Regions from separate parts of the Podarcis muralis genome. Here region 1 is linked to region 2. The links are chromatin contacts, called in public Hi-C maps. All regions are on one chromosome and are shown on one strand. The core of a region is the stretch at or near the end of the contact, and the rest is flanking DNA. Distances in the headings are between cores, read along the strand shown.

Region 1 (5,686 bases), core at 1,586-4,085, 170 kb after region 2:
GAATTCGGCCCTGTGTAACATCCAGTGGCTGACCTCCAACATGGGGCTGCAGAGGGCCTGAAGGCAAAACTGAGGCACTGGTCTTGCCAAAGCTGTGGGCTGCCTGTGGAGAAGGAGCAGAGTCTTCAGCCAGGAGAGGTGCATAGGGCACAAAGTGTGGGATATGAGAGGCAGCAAGGCTGGCTGAAGAGGACAGAAGGTGGCTGGGCAGGAAACCAGGAGGCACAGTGGCGGCATAGGGTACAGAGTAGTGTGATCCCACAAACTGCAAGGGAGCAGGAGGAAGTTGAGTGTAATGGATAGGCGAGTATGGGATACCAGGGTGCGGGATCAGCTGTGAGGTCATACTGAAGGCTGGAGGCAGCGGGCCGACATTCACCACGGGTGAGAAGGTGGCCGGGGGCATCGCCACTTTGTACAATAAGCCGTACTGGTCCACGGTAAGACTGGTCACTGTGTCGGAGCTGCCACCAGCCTCGGTGTAACGTGAAGGTGCCTGGCTCGGCCTGCCTGTTGCTGAGCCCCGGGACCATTCCACAGAGGTCTCGCCGCCGCCACCGCCCACCAGACCCGACTCAGCCGCCCGCCCCGGCTCTTCGTTGTTGGCAGCCACCGGCAGGTCGCGCTTCTTGGGGGGGAGGAATTCCTGGCCCCGCTCCTGGGCCGCTCTCATGGCGCTCGCTTCGGGAAGCTGCAAGGTGGGCTGCTGCTGTCGCCTCCTCCTCCTCCTCAGGGGGGTCTCCGGGCGGGATCACCTGCAAAGACACAGAGAAGAGCACAGGGGTCAGCCGGGTGGGAGGGGGGGCAGGCGGGCGGCTTCCGCCCGGCGGGGGGAAGGGAGCCCCGGACACTCCTGTCGCTCACCCGCCGCCACCGCCGCCACCTCCACGGCTTAGTGCCATTCCTCTGCCCGCCGACTCCGCAGCCACCCCGGGCCTGACCCCGCCCTCTTTCTTCTCCGCCGCCGCCGCTGCCGCCGCCTTGCACGGCGCGCCGGAACTGCCGAGGCTCATGACGTTAGGACGGCGCGCGCACAGCGATGACGTGATCGCCGCCTGCGGTTGCCATAACGACAGCCGAGGAAGCGGCGGCGGCGGCGGCATCGCTATAGCGACAAAGGCACCTGCCCTTCCCCTCTGCACGTGACGTCGCGCCCCGGCATCCCCCCGAGCTCTACTCCGTCGAGCCATAACTGGCCTACCTGTAGGGTTGTCGTAAGGACTGCTGAGGTCTGGCTTGAGAAATAATAAGCGATGCTTGTGCACTTGAAGCGGTCTCTCCACTGTGTGGTGTGCCTCTTTATTAAGATGATGAAGCCGCCAGCCTCGTGCCTTTGCGGCAGGAAAAACGAAGCGCCCCCAAGGGGCCTTGCTGGTATCAAACTGGGATTGGAAAGGAACGAATAAGCTGGCGCTGCTTCTCGGCTGGCTATTCCAGGCCTTAAACCGAGAAGATGCGTAAATTATGACCACAGTCAAATTCGCGCTAAGCAAATCAAGGAAGGGGAAGCAGAGAGGAGAGACCTTTAATAGGAGCCTCACGCTATCCTGGCAAGGAACCGGTCTCTGTGTGGGTAGGCAGCCAGTAAGTGTGTCCAAAACCGCAAAGAGCCAGGCCGCTTCAGTCACAGACTCTGCACGGTACGAGTTCCTTTTACAAGGGCAACAATTATCGAAGACTTTCCAACCTTCAAACATAAAAGTGTCCTTGGCCTTATACTGGCCAGGACAGGAACAGCTTGCTGGTGCTATGTAGATGGGATGGGATAGAGCTGTCACTCGATGTTGAGTTGATTAATTATTTCTCCTTTGTGTGTGTGAGAACGAGAGGAATGCTCTCCGTGGGGCTCCTGTCGCCCATCGATTTGCAACTAAAAAAAAAGCTGCTGTCTAGCGAGATCCTAGGAAGAGCCCTGCTTGTCCGTTAGATCAAACTAAGGAAAGTGGAGGAGGGAAGGGCTGCATGTGCTTTTGCGTGCAGACAGGACCAGACTTAAACTCCTGGCAGGTACTTTCAGGTAGGCCAGAGTGAGGAATCCTGCCTAAAACCGTGAAAAGCTGTTGACCGCCAGTGTAAGCAATACTGAGCTAGGTGGACCAAGAGACTGACTCAATTTAAGACAGCTTCCTACAGTTTCCCCATCTGTTTCCCAACGATTAGCCAGATGCCCTAATGGGAGGCGGAAGCAGTGCAAGAAGCCGCCGCCGTTGACTATCAGAGATAACGATTGAAGTGACCAATATATATCCCGTGGCGAAGCTTTCTAGCCCCCAAACCTTAATACTAGCCGCGGAACTGTAGAGCCCTAAGAGAGACCAGAGCTGAAATGGATGTATCGGCCACATTAGCGAAAACTGTTTCACGCAAATCGTAGGTGGTTGAGCCGGTAGGCTCTCCACGTTCAAACAAGGCGCTTGCCAGCAAGCTTCTTCGTCTCTCTGCGGCCTCAGAAACGGGACACTGGAGCTCCGTGCAAAGCCTGCAGTCCTGTGTATGTCCAAAGCACTGGGATATATTTCCGAGTAAATTTGCTTAAGATTGAGCTTGCTAGGAAAGCACGTGCTCTGTACGGACTTGGCCCCGCTACTGTCAGGCTAGCCCCCGGCACTTCGCAATTGGCGAAGACGCTTCAGTCGCCCTGCCAGCTGGTTTTTTTCTCGAAGGACGGCAGGCGCTTCGCCTCTCGGGCTGTCGGCAAGTTCCGTATCCAGAACGGAACTTTAAAGTTCGCTGTACGACCCGGCCGGACGCATGTCGTGAGCACAGCCGCAGCGGTGACTAGGCAGGCGTCTGACGTCATCACTACCTGCCACGGCGCAGTCTCACCGCTAATCGTGTGACACCGCTACAGATACTTCCGCGGAGGAAACGAGTTCTGGGGCCAGTTACCGCGGTTCCAAGCGCAGAGCATTCTGTCTGGCCACGAAACCCGCCGGCTGGCGGCGACGGAGGACTCAGCAACGTTAATGGATGCAGCAGGCTATCGCCGCGCCGTGCTCTGAGGGAGGGCAGTCAGTGAGTCCCGGTCTCCAGATTCCTCCGCCTGCGGTATCGGTGCTGAGGCCGCGCCGCCGCCATTTTGGATGCCAGGCTCTAGCTACTGCCGCCGCCGCCTTCGCCGTAGGGATCCGGCCCGGTGAGTGCCGCTCGGGGAGAGAGGAGGGGCGCTGCCAGGCAGGGTAGGTGTTGCTGCTGCTGCTGCTTCTACTTCGGCGGTAGGATCCTAGGCCCGCCGCCGCTGCCCGGGGCAAGGCCCCGCCACCGCCGCCTCCCGCCCCGCCTCCCGGGACTGACTGAGCCTTGGCCGCCGAGGGCCCGGCCGCTTTCCGGTCGGTGGGTGGGTCGGCTGGCTAAGGGGAGAGGCGCCGGTTCCTAGCGCAAGAAGGGAGCGCGCTGCCGTGTTCCTTGAGGGTTGCAGCCGTCTGACTCGTCAGCTGGCTCGTGAGGCCTGGCGGGGCTGCTGTCCCTGCCGGAGCGGCCCTTCGCCCTCCCGGGCAAGAGGTGGCTGTTCCTCCGTCCGCTTCCCTTCTCCGCGCCGCCGCGTCCCTAGCAAAGGCCAGCCTAGGCGGTGCTCCTTAGCCCATGACTTCCTTCCCGCTATTCGAGGCGTTTTTCTCTTCGCCCGGCCAGTTCTGTCTCTGCTGTCGGCGGAAGTGCCTGTGGCCTCTTCTGTAGACGAGGAGAGCCTTCTCCGCGCGCCGCGCCGGAGTTCACCCCCGTACAGCTCGCCCGGGCTTCCGACGATCGGATCGGCTCCTATCCGAGACCTGAAGAAAGAGACTCGCCTCGCCCCTTGACAGGCCTTGTGAGCAAGGGGCTTAGGAACACCTCGTCGGGGAGAGAGACTGAGAGTCACTCCCGATTACGGCAGGGTCGACACTAGGAAAAGGCTCAAGGCTGTTGGATGTGGATTCCGACGCTTTGCAAGGAATGCCTGTTCAGTGAGCGCTGGGGAAAGTTTGAAAGGCCAAGACCACGGGTGGGTGCGGGGAAGTGAGAGGGCAGTCCAGCCAGCTGGCTCACCTGTCAACTTGACCTGAAGAAGCCATTGCAGTTCCTTTTCTTGCCCTCCTGTCGAGAGGGAAATATTTGTTTATTTTTATTTAACGAAAGTTTTATTCCATTTGATTGTAAGAATTTCTAAGGTTCTAAGCTGCTTTCCTACTGAGGTTAATGATTGTGAAGGAGTTATCTAGCAGTACTCTTGTAGATGAGTAACAGTTGGAAGAGGGTTACTCAACATCTGCAGACCTTCTGAAACTTAACTTTATTTTAATATGGACATTCCTGCCCATATCCTTAGTTGCTTCAGCTTGATTGCCCAGTTTTCTGTCCCCTAGACTGGAACTCCTTGCGAGAAACCCTTTGTGACAATCTCTTTCTCTTCTCTTCAAACACTTCCTCAAAACACATTTTCACTTTGAAGCCTGTTGTTTAATGCCTTTGGTTTCACCTTCATTGTTGCAACATGGAGTATTTGCTCACATTTCTCCTTCATCTGTCATTTAAAATTTAGAAACTGTAAGCTCATATTGATGTGATTCTCTGCAAAGCATCATGCGGAATGATGGTGCTACCTTATAACTAATGATTAACAGAACCTGTCTGACAGAGGGCCTCTCTTTTATAAAATGTCTAACTAGTGTATGCTGAAAATCCTCTGTGTCTCTTGAAAGAAATTATGACAATTGGGCAGAATTGTTACATTGACTAAGTTTGGTGTAGCTCAAAGATATATCATGAGATGGAAGGTTTGTTTTTAAATAGTATTGCAGATGGAGTATGCTTGTCTTTTGTCTGAATACAGTGGTCTTTACCTTTGTTGAATTTCTGTTGGCTATGGGCAAGTGTCCAGAATTAGCCAGGTGCATTTTGCACTTGACTATTGACCACTCGCAACCATGAGTTATATTTTATCTGCACAATCAGAATGAATTTCAGGAACCAAAATGCTTTTTCTGTGCAGCCTGAGCAGGAGCAACGTTAGTTAATTATTGTAGTTTGTCTTCACTTACCCCACCCCACTGACCTTGTCACAGTTGTGAAGAACATTCCTATGTTATGAATGATCAGTGTCACCATTAAGAAAAAGATGTATGAATAGGCCAATATGTATGTGGACTGTCCCTGCATCAAGTGACTTTTCTTTAAGTTCTCAGAGTTCTTAACCTAGTTCAAGGTAGTCATCTGAACTAGCCAGGTGTTTCACTGATAATCAATCACAAATAGTCCATCATTTGAAAAATAAGACTTTAGAGCCATCTTACCCTCAAATGGCAACTAGATATTCCGTTTTGGTGACTGTAGCCTTGGTTTAAGGAGCCCTTTGGCACCTAACTTACATATCATAGTTTCTAACACTGCTGTGAGCTTATTCTGGATGTTTTTGTATTTGTAGTACACTTTCTTTCCAGCAGTATGGTTGCATTGCCACTGTTTTTGTTAACAATGTCTGGCTGTTAATTCAGGGTGTACCTGCATTGAGGTGGTGAATTGTGTTCTGTGTCTCTCCTCCCAAACATAGTTAATAAACTTTACTATGTGTGTTGGCTTGCATGTTGACCATCTTATGGCAGAGTTGGATTTTAGGAGTAGTTGCAGGTGTTTTTGAACCAAAGACCTGTTTTTTATTGTTTCTTCAGCTTGGGCATCTTCTGAGAGTTTTTTGGGACCTGCAATCAGAAAC
Region 2 (5,596 bases), core at 395-2,894:
TCCAACAGAAAAGCTGAATCCCAACATTAAGCAACGCAATAAAAGAAGCAATACAAACTTCCCTATAATCTGAGCAAAGCAAATAAGTGGATGAACCTCCTTTGCATGTGTCCAAGGAACGTCATGGTGCCCCTAGTAGAGCCAAAGGCTATTCTGTGGGTACCTCAGAAAAGGAGGAAGGGCACCTTGATGCAGCCTCATCCTACAGCAAGGCACTGTAGAGCAACACAACTGAATAGCACACCCCATATAGACTGTCCGGACACTTCCACTGGCACAAAACATAGCAATTTGTCCCACAGCTGAGTAGGTTAATGGCAGCCCAGCTCTCTGGGGAAAACTCTACAGTGACTGCCAAAAAATAAGGCCAGGTGTCCATAGTCATATGAAAGCAACTCTTACCCAGTGTTAGAAACTGAGATATGAAGCTAGGAGCTAAATGGCATCTTAAACCTAGGTTGTGGGTGCAACAACAGCACACTTTTAAAATAACAATACAAAGCTGAAAATGAACAAACTGCAGCTAAAATATTATGTTCATTATGCTCTCTCACACACACACCCTATTCTTATGAGGGTCTCTTCTCCAGTCTTCAGAGAGTAGTTGGAAGTGGGGAGGCAGAAAAAGGTCCTCCTTTCCTTCCACTCCACAGTTTTAATCTGAAATCTTAGGTGCAGTACTGTGCCTAGAGCTCAGAAACTGCTCACACTAATGAAATTCCCTGTCACAAAATGCGCCTAGAACAATGGAAGTTTTGAACACTGCTCTTACCAACCTAGTATACTCCAGTTGTTTTGGACTACAACCGTACTGGCTAAGGATGATGAGAGTTGTAGTCCAAAACTGCTGAAGGGCAGGCAGTAGGCTAACGTAGCCTGCCTTAAAGGGCCTGAGGCCCTCTTCACCATAGAACAGTCCGCCTCATAGAAAGTACGTATCTTAAGGGCACCTTCTGAACAGAAGAGCTCAGCTGCTGAGGTACTCAGAGAGACAGCCCTTGCCCTCTTTAAAGCTTTCAAGGGACAAGGCAGGCAGGCAGGCAGGCAGGCAGTGGGGCTGGAGACCCAGGGTGCCTGCGGTTTCCAAGCCTGTCGACATTATATACACACACATACAGCAAAAATATTTGGGGTTTGCTCAGGCCTTCCGTTTCTAAAGGTTTTGGCTTCTTCATCCCTTCATTTGCCACCTTCGCCTTTCCTGTAGCTTCGCGGGGCGGGGGTTGTTGTTGCTGTTATAACCTGAAAAGCGGGATGGAACTAACAACCCCTAAAAATAAATAAACAAACAAACGAATGTTTGTTTGTTTTTAAAAAGAGAAACTCAGGAGTGTTTTGTTTTTTAAAGCTGCCCGCTGATTTTCAAAATGTTGGAGAGAAGGAAGCCAGGCAAGCAAGCAAGCGGGTGTGGGTATCCGTATGTGTCAATCACAGCAGCGGCCAGAACCCCCGCCTCCCACCCTCAAATCTCCAGACTTACCGGCGACGGTTCCCAGCTTCTTCCCACTTCCACCTCCTGTAGTCATGGGTCATGTGACAAGTGACACGTCACGTGACATATACTTCGGAAGTGGAAAGGGAGGCTACGGAGCCGGGACGGCTAGAGCGGAATGGCGGAGGAAGCGGTGGCTGCAGGGGCTCCGACTTCCGGTTGTCGGGATGAGGCAGGAGTGGAAATCGCGTGTTCCCTTTCCAAGTTATGAGGTCTTGTCGGACTGGAAGTGGAAGTTTATTTCCCCGGGATTCTTTGGAGGCGGGTGGGCGGCATCAAAAGTATTAGATTAAAAGCCCCGCCTTCAAACAATGCAATGCTCTGTCTATTCTTTTTTAAGTCTAGGAAGAAAGGACGGTTTTAGAGGGGAACTACAGCTCCCAGCATGCCTTTCTTCCGCGAACCATCCTGTGTGAGGCCCACAGTTCCCAGCATGCTCCACAATGGAGAGCGGGGGGGAAAGACTACACTTCCCAGAGTGCCCTGGGAGTCACAGTCTAAAGTGGGGCAAAATGGCTCCCGTGGAGCACGTCGTGGCTGATGCTGGAGCTTTCCTGCGTGGAGCCCCGCTTCAGGTACAGTGGGAAAAGGCGGAGAACGGCTGCCTAGCTTGGCCAGTGGCCCACTGGGGAACCCCGCGAGAAAGGCCCACAGGCCCACGTGTATGCTTTACTTTGCGGTAGATTTTTGTTGGACCTGGAGACTTTTATTAGGCCATCCCGAGTAGAGAGAGAAAGCTGCCTAGACAGAGACTCTCCTTAGGGCGCATGGCAGGTTGGGGTTGTGGGCCTGGAGATTGTTCCCTATCCCTTGACAGCTTCAGGCGGTTGGGGACACACACACACCCGTCTACCAAGCCAAGGTGGCTCCTCAGAATGTTGCATGGGACTCCTGGTGTCCCCTCCCTTGTTGCAGGTGGCCCTGTTATGCTTCTTGGTATGTGGGCATCCCAGAACTAGTGTGAGTAGTAGGTCAGGAGAGGTGTGGCTATAGGTCTGCCTCTCTCTTCCCTAACCTAGTTGCCCGGCCCAGCCCTCAGGTTCCTGACCCACTTGCAACAGCTCTCAGCTGTGTCTTCCCCACTGGTAGGACATTGGCAAGAACATCTACACAATCCGAGAGGTGGTGACTGAGATCCGAGACAAGGAGACCCGCAGGCGGTTGGCAGTGCTGCCCTATGAGCTCCACTTCAAGCAGCCTTTTCCTGAATATGTAAGGCTTGGTGAGTAGCCTCTGCTTCGTGGTCTATGCTTCCTGCCCCTCTCCCACCCCATCCCCTCTTCCGTGACTTGCCTTTTTCTTTTTGTAAGTAACTTTGAGCTCTTGACTGGAGAGCAAAGGGTGCTATTCAATTCTAGTCCTACTCAGGGTAGACCCATCGAGATTAATGGACATGACTGACTTTCATTAATTTCAATTTATCTACTCTGGGTGGGGCTTTGTTGACTATAACCCCAACTAACATGTGATACACACACACACACACACACACGGTCAGGAGTAGAAATCAAGTTGATCACCTACAATTGCTTCATTGTTACTTGCTCTTAGATGTGTTTTCCTGGTGCCCTCTGGAATTAGAGAAGCACTTTTTCTCATGACCAGTTGTGATTTCCAGTTTTGCCTCTGGACTTGAACACTGAAATCCTCCCTTTGTTTCTAGTGACGGAGTTTTCCAAGAAGACAGGTGACTACCCCAGTCTTTCAGCCACAGACATCCAAGTCTTGGCCTTGACCTACCAGCTGGAAGCAGAAAATGTTGGTGTGGCTCACTTGAAGAAAGAGCCAGAGCAGAAGGTGGATCTTCCTTCTTTTATTATTTCTCTTTTGAAGGGGCCTTTTCCAGCAAAATATTTATTTACTATGATGCTGGTTTTGTATCCTGCTTTTTAGGCAAATGTTTTCTTCCAAACAACTCACATTAATTAAAAGACAGACAGAGAGAGGTCCTGCCCTTAGGCTTACACACTTTAAAAAACAAGACAAACAAGAGAAGGGGAAATTAGGGAAGTGGGGGGGGGGGGTGTTGACCAGATGGCTAATGCCAGGAACCAAGTGGTGGGGTGGGCACAGGCATTACTATCTAGTTGAGGCCAAGATAATATTTCCTTGCTTGGACAGAGATGCTGTAAATGACCCTGCAGCCCTTGTTCCCCTGGCTGATGTCAGCATTTGCTCCTTCCTTTCAGCTGTGCACTCCCAGGGCAATTGAAAAGGGTTCTTTCTGCCAGTGAGGAGGGAAGTCAACTCCCTCTGTGGCTAATCGAGGAGGCCCCTTGTTGCAATATTCTTCCTATCCAGTAGGAGGGGGCAATCCAGTTCCACGTGAATGCAAGACACTCTTGCCACCAGCTGCATGTGTTAGCAACCTATGTTTTGTCTTTGTTTCCTGCTGCTGCAAACGCCAGACAGGCTGATTATGCACTGCCTGAATCCTGTCCTATGCTCTGCTGTGTCTTGAATGCCATTCTTCTTGCCATTGCTGCTCAAAAGGTGATCAGACTCTGGGATGGTAGGTTTTGTGAGGCAGCTGCTGCTGCAAAAATCAACAATATGCCCTACCTGACCCACATCCCACTTTCTTTTCTCTCCCCACCCTGGATCTTTGCAGGTAAAACTCAGCTCAACAAAGCAGCACCCTGAGACACCTGTTCATGTTGCTGGCTTCCATCTACCTTCCAAGGTAATTGCCTCTGTGAGCAGTCTGAAACTCTGCCCCACTATTCATGGAAGGAGTATGAGCAGAGGGTAGCACACCTTGGTGACTCACTGCCCCTCCCCTCCTCCTGGTTGCATGGGGTGTAATCTGGGAATGACCAGGTGTGCCAGTTGAGCCCTTGCGCTGGGAGTCCTTGATAGGCAGCATCTCCTCCTTGGCTTGTGTGAGGATCCAGTGACCATTCGGCATCTACCAGAAACCTAAAGGAAGAGGTAGGCACACACGGCTTTTCTAAGAGGGCCATGGAGGATGGCCAAATCGCTCAGTGGTGGAGCACCTGCTTTGCCTGCAAAAGGTCCCAGGTTCAGTCCCAGTCAGCATCTCCAGGTAAACACCCCAGAGAGTCATTGCTGCCAGTCAGTGTAAGCAATTTGGAGCTTCTATATGACTGTTTCTTCTGGCAATTCATACATGTCAGCTTTTCTTCTGCCCAACTTTTCTTCTAGACAAAGTGCCCAGGAGGTGAGAAGAGTCCTTTCGTGGTGGGAAGCAGAAACTCTGCAGACTCCACAGGCCCTGAAACCTCTGAGTTTGGTTCCTTCCTGTTCTGGAGGAACCCTCTGCCCAGCATTGAGGAGGACCTACAGGACTTGCTGGTAAGAAGTCTAGCATTCTTTCCTTTCTTCCTGCCCCACTGGGACACGGGCACCACTTTCATCTCCGCAGCCTGGGAAGGTTCCGTGCTCAGCGGATCCTCTCCCAATTGGTCTCTTTCTCACAGAAAGCGGATGCTGTTGTTATTGTGCCGGAGGACCCCAAAGGCAACAAGAGTAGTGGTGAGGAGGAGGAGCAGAGTGGAGAGGACAGTGATGATGAAGAAGGCTGGATCACGCCCAGCAACATCAAGCAGATCCAACAGGGCATGGGCCAGGCTGATGAGCCAGCTGGTGTGCAGGTTGGCTGTGTCACCACCGACTTTGCCATGCAGGCAAGTGTGGACTATGTGAGACCAGATGGTCCCCAGGGCTTGAGGGGAGGGAGAAGGATGTATGCTTACCCTTTTGTCCTTGCTTCCATGCACCCAGTCTAGTCCTGTAAGCCTCCTGCTACATTCTTGTGCCTGCTACAGCTGCCTGGTCCAGGCTTCCTGGAGGCCCAGCAGAGGTTTTATGGTCTATGTTGGAAGAACATGATGAGAATAGGAGGGACAGAAAGGGTGGCTCATGAGCAGCAAGGGGTGACTTGGGTGGCAGCAGGAAGCTGAGAAGAGGGAATGGAAGTGGCCAGGTGAAGAGCAGAGGGATATGAGAGAGAGAGAGAGAGAGAGAGAGAGAGAGAGAGAGAGAGAGAGAGGGGAGAAGCTCCAGGAGGTGGATTGAAGGCAAACAGGCAGTGGGACAAAAACAGGAAGGGGAGAGTGGAAGCAGCCCTTTGTGCTCCGAGTT

Evidence for each region. A called contact is a pair of places that touch in the nucleus more often than the background predicts.
Region 1: a contact with region 2 is called in a Hi-C map of blood, with 2.8 times the contacts expected there. The contact joins the promoter of AP1G1 here to the promoter of NOB1 in region 2. A contact is called at or near these places in 2 of 3 Hi-C or Micro-C datasets (blood and tail).

Annotation. Positions count from the first base shown.
Region 1 is chr7:44,883,890-44,889,575 of rPodMur119.hap1.1, forward strand. AP1G1 (adaptor related protein complex 1 subunit gamma 1) reads left to right here and starts at 2,836. Exons shown (of 23, transcript XM_077931672.1): 1 at 2,836-3,179. ATXN1L (ataxin 1 like) reads right to left here and starts at 1,864. Exons shown (of 2, transcript XM_028739800.2): 1 at 1,202-1,864; 2 at 1-755. The coding sequence starts at 673.
Region 2 is chr7:44,718,516-44,724,111 of rPodMur119.hap1.1, forward strand. NOB1 (NIN1 (RPN12) binding protein 1 homolog) reads left to right here and starts at 1,645. Exons shown (of 9, transcript XM_028739837.2): 1 at 1,645-1,704; 2 at 2,582-2,714; 3 at 3,156-3,289; 4 at 4,104-4,175; 5 at 4,658-4,807; 6 at 4,933-5,139. The coding sequence starts at 1,660.